2 separate regions of the Gasterosteus aculeatus genome follow, and region 1 is linked to region 2. Evidence: chromatin contacts called from public Hi-C data. All regions are on one chromosome and are shown on one strand. The core of a region is the stretch at or near the end of the contact, and the rest is flanking DNA. Distances in the headings are between cores, read along the strand shown.

Region 1 (2,880 bases), core at 321-2,820, 79 kb before region 2:
TCATTAGGTCTTTTAAGGGTTCGGCTGCGTTATCACTAGCGACACCTATAGTGTTTTTTTTTGAGTGAGCCCTGAACACCATGAGAAGACTTTCGGCGTGCAACTATTAACTGGCCACCCATAATATCATGCACTCACAATTACAGTTATTCGTCATTCGCGTTACCTTGTTTGCTTGGTTAAAGAAACGGCTTCTTCTGTCAGCTTGACTTGATCTTGCTATGAATATTTGTAACATCTGTTGTGGAAGACTTTGCACAGACATCGGTAAAGAGATCGGTAAATAAGAATAAGGCTCTGAGTCAAATATGTCTTTCTCCGTTTATTTCCTTGCAAGGGAAAAACGGTCACAACAGCTACGTGCTCAGTAGACTGCCAAGAACCCTCCTCCTCCCACAACAGGGCCAGGCAGTTCTTTCTTATACCTACAGGCGGCCTCCAAACCGACTTGTTGTGTCTCTACAGGCAGCAGACTGGCATCTTATCGGCGTGAGACACTCCAGCTCAATTCTTTATCACACCATCCCAGCATTTGCAATTTATAACCTTGTTCATTCAATGAAACATTTTGAAGGGTTACATACATTTTTCCACATTCTGTGGCAAAAAGATTTCCCTGTGTACATTTGAAAAGTATGAGGTAAGAATAGACACTAGATTTAATGAAAAGTGTGCATTAGTACTCACACTTTATGGTATGTACTCACTTTCTAAACATCCTCGCTCTGTTTTGGATTGAATGTCACTGCCTCCCTTTTATATCATTACACAAATCCCTTTTGCCGCTGTTGATTTTACCTTTCCCCCTCTGAGTATCATATTTAATAATACATTCTCAATCGCACAAATTCAATCTGTGGATTCCCAGCTCCAGTTCCCCTCCCGTTGATGCCTAACAAGGGAGTCTTTGAGACTCACACGGACATGCGGAACCAAAAACACAGACATATTTGTTCAAAAACACGGACCAGCAGTCTTGAGAAAGAAAGCAAAGTATTGTACTTCTACACAAATCTTCACAATGACAATCCTGACTTTGTGTCAAAACAACACTGTCCCGTGACTGGGCCTCACGGTGCAGCAGAGCAAAGAGGGCATGCAATCAGCATATATGAACTTTCACTTGTTAATTCAAGCATCCTGCTGTTACATTATAGAGACATTTCATCATTTGAACATGTGTTAATCAGGGCATTAATAATTTAGTTGGCCAAATTTAACAAGGTTTTAATTTGTTAGTAACACAACAGTAGACTTAACCTCACATCCAAAGCTCAAGTAGTTGTTTTTTTTTCAGTATTAAAGGGAATTTGCTCTACTGTACTTTTATGGAGGACACATAGTGCCAGTGAATGCAGAGGTGGGGGCACTCAAATGAAGTACCATGGCGCTGGTGCCCAGCAGGGGCCATTCCATTAGGCTGGAATTCACGCTGAACAAAAGCCAGACTGACCCTGACAAAACACCCACGGAGAAAGCCCAGAGAGCCGTCCAAAGGCCTCTTCTGCTTGGCTAAGCTGCCCACACGTGCCTTGTAGAGAGATGGGAAAAGAGTATTAAAATACATCTGATTCAATCTTTACCCGTTTCAACATTTACTAAAATCTCCTTCCTCCATCATTCCATCCTCTCTAGTTCTTTCCTCTCTCTCCTACACCACCCTCTTCCCTCCCCTCCCCCCCTTTTAGACTTTCAAAACTTCCCCCCCCTGACTGGGCCCTCTGCAGTCACCTGACAGACTCAGAGATCCAGCAAAGTCAAATGCAAAGCGCTCCGGTTCAGGCATACCCACAGATATCAGCCGGCCACTGTGTGTGATCTGAGTAACCCGGGATAAACTGCCTTTGCCCGTCCTTTCCCACGAGCAGGTAGGCGGTATCTTGTCTTATGTAAAATGATAAATAGAGGTTATTTAAAATACTCTGTTTTGTTCTAAGCTGTGTAGTTATAAAAGGAGGAACTCTGTCACATGAAGAAATTATTCTGTTGAAATTTTTCGAAATAAACACGAAAAGTTACGCAAAGTAAACCCCAAAAAAATCTAAATAAGCTCTGGCAGGTTTTCCACTGTGCTTTTTAAGCAACTGCCCTCATCTACAACAACCTCATCTATTAATGAAATGATGATGATGATTAATGATAGACATGCAAAAGCAGTTTTATATTATAATATTACTTAAGCCTACTGAGGACATTTGTTTTTAATTGGTTCAACAGTAAATGTGTGATTGCTAATTAAAACAAAATATCAGTGTCAATCCACAATAGTCAATAACACTCATTTCCACTCACACTGTATATGCTGCATGACAATGAATCCTAGAAATAGTTAAATCAGCCTTTTAATGTGCAATGCTCTACAGCAGCATGATGTTTTTTAGCCGACAACCGTGACAAAATGTGCTTTGATTGTCTGTAGAGTTTTATTTTGTTCTTGTTTATGGTGTCTCCTCAATAATGTTGCCTTTACATGGATGGCTACACTTAGTTTTTTTTGCAATTAATGCAAAAGACTTTTCGCTAGAAACCGCATTACTTGTGTTGGGCACTAATGACACATGTCACAATTTCAAACATCCAACAGTCTTTGCTGCTGGTAGGTCACATATTTCCAAGGTTTGTCGGAGGGACGCAACCAGATGCCCTGCCAAACCTTTTTGAAAATACCGCTTTTGTGTTAAAGATTGTCAAACTAGAAAGGCAACTTATTAGGCCAAACAAAAGAAGTGCTGGCACAGAGGGAAGCCAACAGAGACCAAGCAGGCCATGAGAATTAAACCGAGGATTAGCGTGTCATGTACATTATCTCGTACATCACTTCATTGAGTGTCGGACCGAAAGCTGGCTTTACTCTCCCACTCCCACTGCAGCCTGTGTGTT
Region 2 (2,700 bases), core at 14-2,513:
TTACGTATTTTAAAGTGCACTTTATTTATTTCTCTAAACAAGATAATTCCAGCTCAGTACCGCTTCCATACACCAAACATCCCTTTATTCTGAAGGTTTTAACTGAGGGGTTTGTTTATATATTGTTCAAACAATGATTTAGAGAACTTTTTTTAAACATAGACAGTTTGTTTTATGGTTGTGAACAGTATTTTCTGGTTTATGAAGTAGAAATACAAATTCTTTGACTAATGTGTCAAAAATGCATGGTTTGTGATGTGGAAATGTGTACAAATTAGCCAATATTTACTTAGATGATGCATCTTTGCATATTGAGATGTATAATAAATAATTGCCTCCTTCCGTTTAATCTTTTTACCCCACTGCTGTTGCGTGGTAACGCCGCCAAAGGGGCATTGTGTGCAAGCGTCACCGTCGATGCAAACTGAGCCCTCTTGCACGAAAAGTAGCTACCGCTCCGGGCCGACAGTTCTGCACGGCCCTCTCCCCTCCTTGCTCTGCTCCCGGGCCTAATGCTCAGTGAGTGATCCCATCACTGGCTGTGCAGCAGCGCGGCACATTCCGCGGGTGCAGCGAGTGTGAAATAAGGGAAGTGTAATAGTGATTGAAATTCAAATATTTTGCTCATATTTCCCACAACTGCCAATTCCTGTCTTTTAATTAAAAGCAGACGATGGTGATGTCATGCGTGGAGGCGCGAGGGGGACGGGGCAGGTCTGCCTCCCGGGCCACAGCATGTCACACTGCACAATTGCCAGAATATCAGATATCTCGATATACAAAAAAAAAGGGATGTGTGTTACTTATGCAGATGTAAGGTAACCTAACCTACTGAGAAAATACCTGGGGAGGCGGGTAAAAGAGAGGACAGGGGCATTATTATTAGTCAAAACTCTCATGGGAACATGCTCCACTGGTAGCACAATATGCCCACTATACTGCATGCACATTGGTCTGATCAGGGAGCGTTCAGTTCAGTCAAATATCACTTCTCCAACCTGTGCCCGCGTCGGGCCTGTTTGCTTCTGAGTGATGACCCTCACAGGGCACAGATGAAGCAACACTAACAGGTAATGAGCATCCGCGTCCGTCAGCCGCTCGTCTGGTACATGACTAATAAACATGCAGTGGGCCGCGCGGGGGTTATTTAAAGGCTCGGAGATGGAGGCCTTGGCAGAGAAGAGGGTCTTTTTCTTGTCCCCCGTGTCACTCTGTGTCAGCCGCATTGGCAGCATTCATTAGCCTGAGTCAGATCAGCGCCGTCAAACACGTGATGGTACGCACACACGTGTGCACAAACATCCAAATGCACACACGCGCACCTGCACACACACACACAGAGCGACACGCGGAACGATGCCACCATGTGGACGAAATGTGGAATGGCGGCCTCTGGAAGCAGAAACGGGGTGTTGATGGTCTATAGTTTACATATGTAACGCGTTTTTATTATGAAACAATAACTTTTATTAGAGGTAGAAGCACTGTGATCAGGTCTTTATTGCTTCTCATAGATTTGTATAGAGGAACTGCTAAAAAACAGAACCTCGTTTAGCTTAAATATGCTGTGCATCTGTCCTAATTATTTCATGCTTTGATAACAATCAGTAGTCGAGGAAATACTTCCCCTTTTCTCATGGAAAAGTATCCGTACCACGATGTAAAAGAGCTTCGCTCTAGAAGGTCCAATCAGCCAAAGTGGCTGAGAACACCTGTGGTGCTGTGCAGGGCCTTTTAATAATAATGAATACCATATATTTTACATCGCGGTAAAAAGGTAAGAGTGAATAATGACTGCAGCACTTGAATAAACGATTAAAGTATAAATATAGTTGTGAAATACAATATTTGCCTTTTTAAAATGTGGGGGACAAGAAGTAAGAAGCAGAATAACAGGACTTTCCAGCTTTTGATTATATTATAAACCTGTAGTGTCGGCCAGTGTCAACCAAAAGTATTCTTACGTAGTTAAAAATGAGGGAAAAGTCAACCATGACAATCTTAACTGCAACAGAAAACATGTAAAATTCCATTTGAAGCCCCCCAAAAAAACCTAATTACAAAAGGTCAAATTGTTCTTGAATATAATCAGCACGTTTAACATTTGAATTGTAAATTTGAGTCTTGAGGGTGTCATTTATCACTATAGTGTATTTCTATTTTTTGTATTTATACAAAACACATTTATATGTAAATTGTGTCTACATAACAATCCAAAAATTAATGATTTGCCTGCGTGATGGGTGCTCAGTTTGTGGGGTATTTCTTCATTTAAAACAAAGACAACACAAACATTAACCTCACTCATTTATTTATTTACCTATTTTTAAGAAAGTGACTAAATGTCAAGTTGCTTTGATTCGGATAGTTAATTTAGTCTTTGAAACATAACAAAGAGAATCCGCGGCATGTTTTCATGAGATATGAATATCGGAGCCCCGGGGTGTCATTCACGCACGCCTGTTTCCACTGTGATGTGTCACAAGTCAACACAGTGTTTCCATTTATTTCTAATAGGAAAAAAAAAAGTTAAAGTGCTCCCTTTTTCTATTCCCGTATTCATTCTCCATCCCGTTTACAATTTGTCAAAACCCAATAAAATCAACACTGCAGGGCCAGTATGAAATCACATCAGCCTCCCAATAATTTACCACAACGATTAGCGATGACAAACCACGAAGGCATATTACTTTGACCTGT

The links. Hi-C and Micro-C count contacts between places; a contact is called where the count stands out from the background.
Region 1: a contact with region 2 is called in a Hi-C map of tail fin, with 6 times the contacts expected there. The contact joins the promoter of slc52a3-2b here to the enhancer-like site in region 2. A contact is called at or near these places in 5 of 6 Hi-C or Micro-C datasets (blood and trunk muscle, skeletal muscle, tail fin and 1 more).

The regions. Positions count from the first base shown.
Region 1 is chr20:16,029,740-16,032,619 of fGasAcu3.hap1.1, reverse strand. slc52a3-2b (solute carrier family 52 member 3-2b) reads left to right here and starts at 1,570. Exons shown (of 4, transcript XM_040166106.2): 1 at 1,570-1,868.
Region 2 is chr20:15,950,789-15,953,488 of fGasAcu3.hap1.1, reverse strand. No RefSeq gene overlaps it. Among protein-coding and RNA genes, the nearest start is that of LOC120810967, 13 kb to the left of the region's middle. Within about 2 kb of position 1,263, at least 1 of the 9 cell types and tissues checked has open chromatin away from gene starts, as enhancers often do.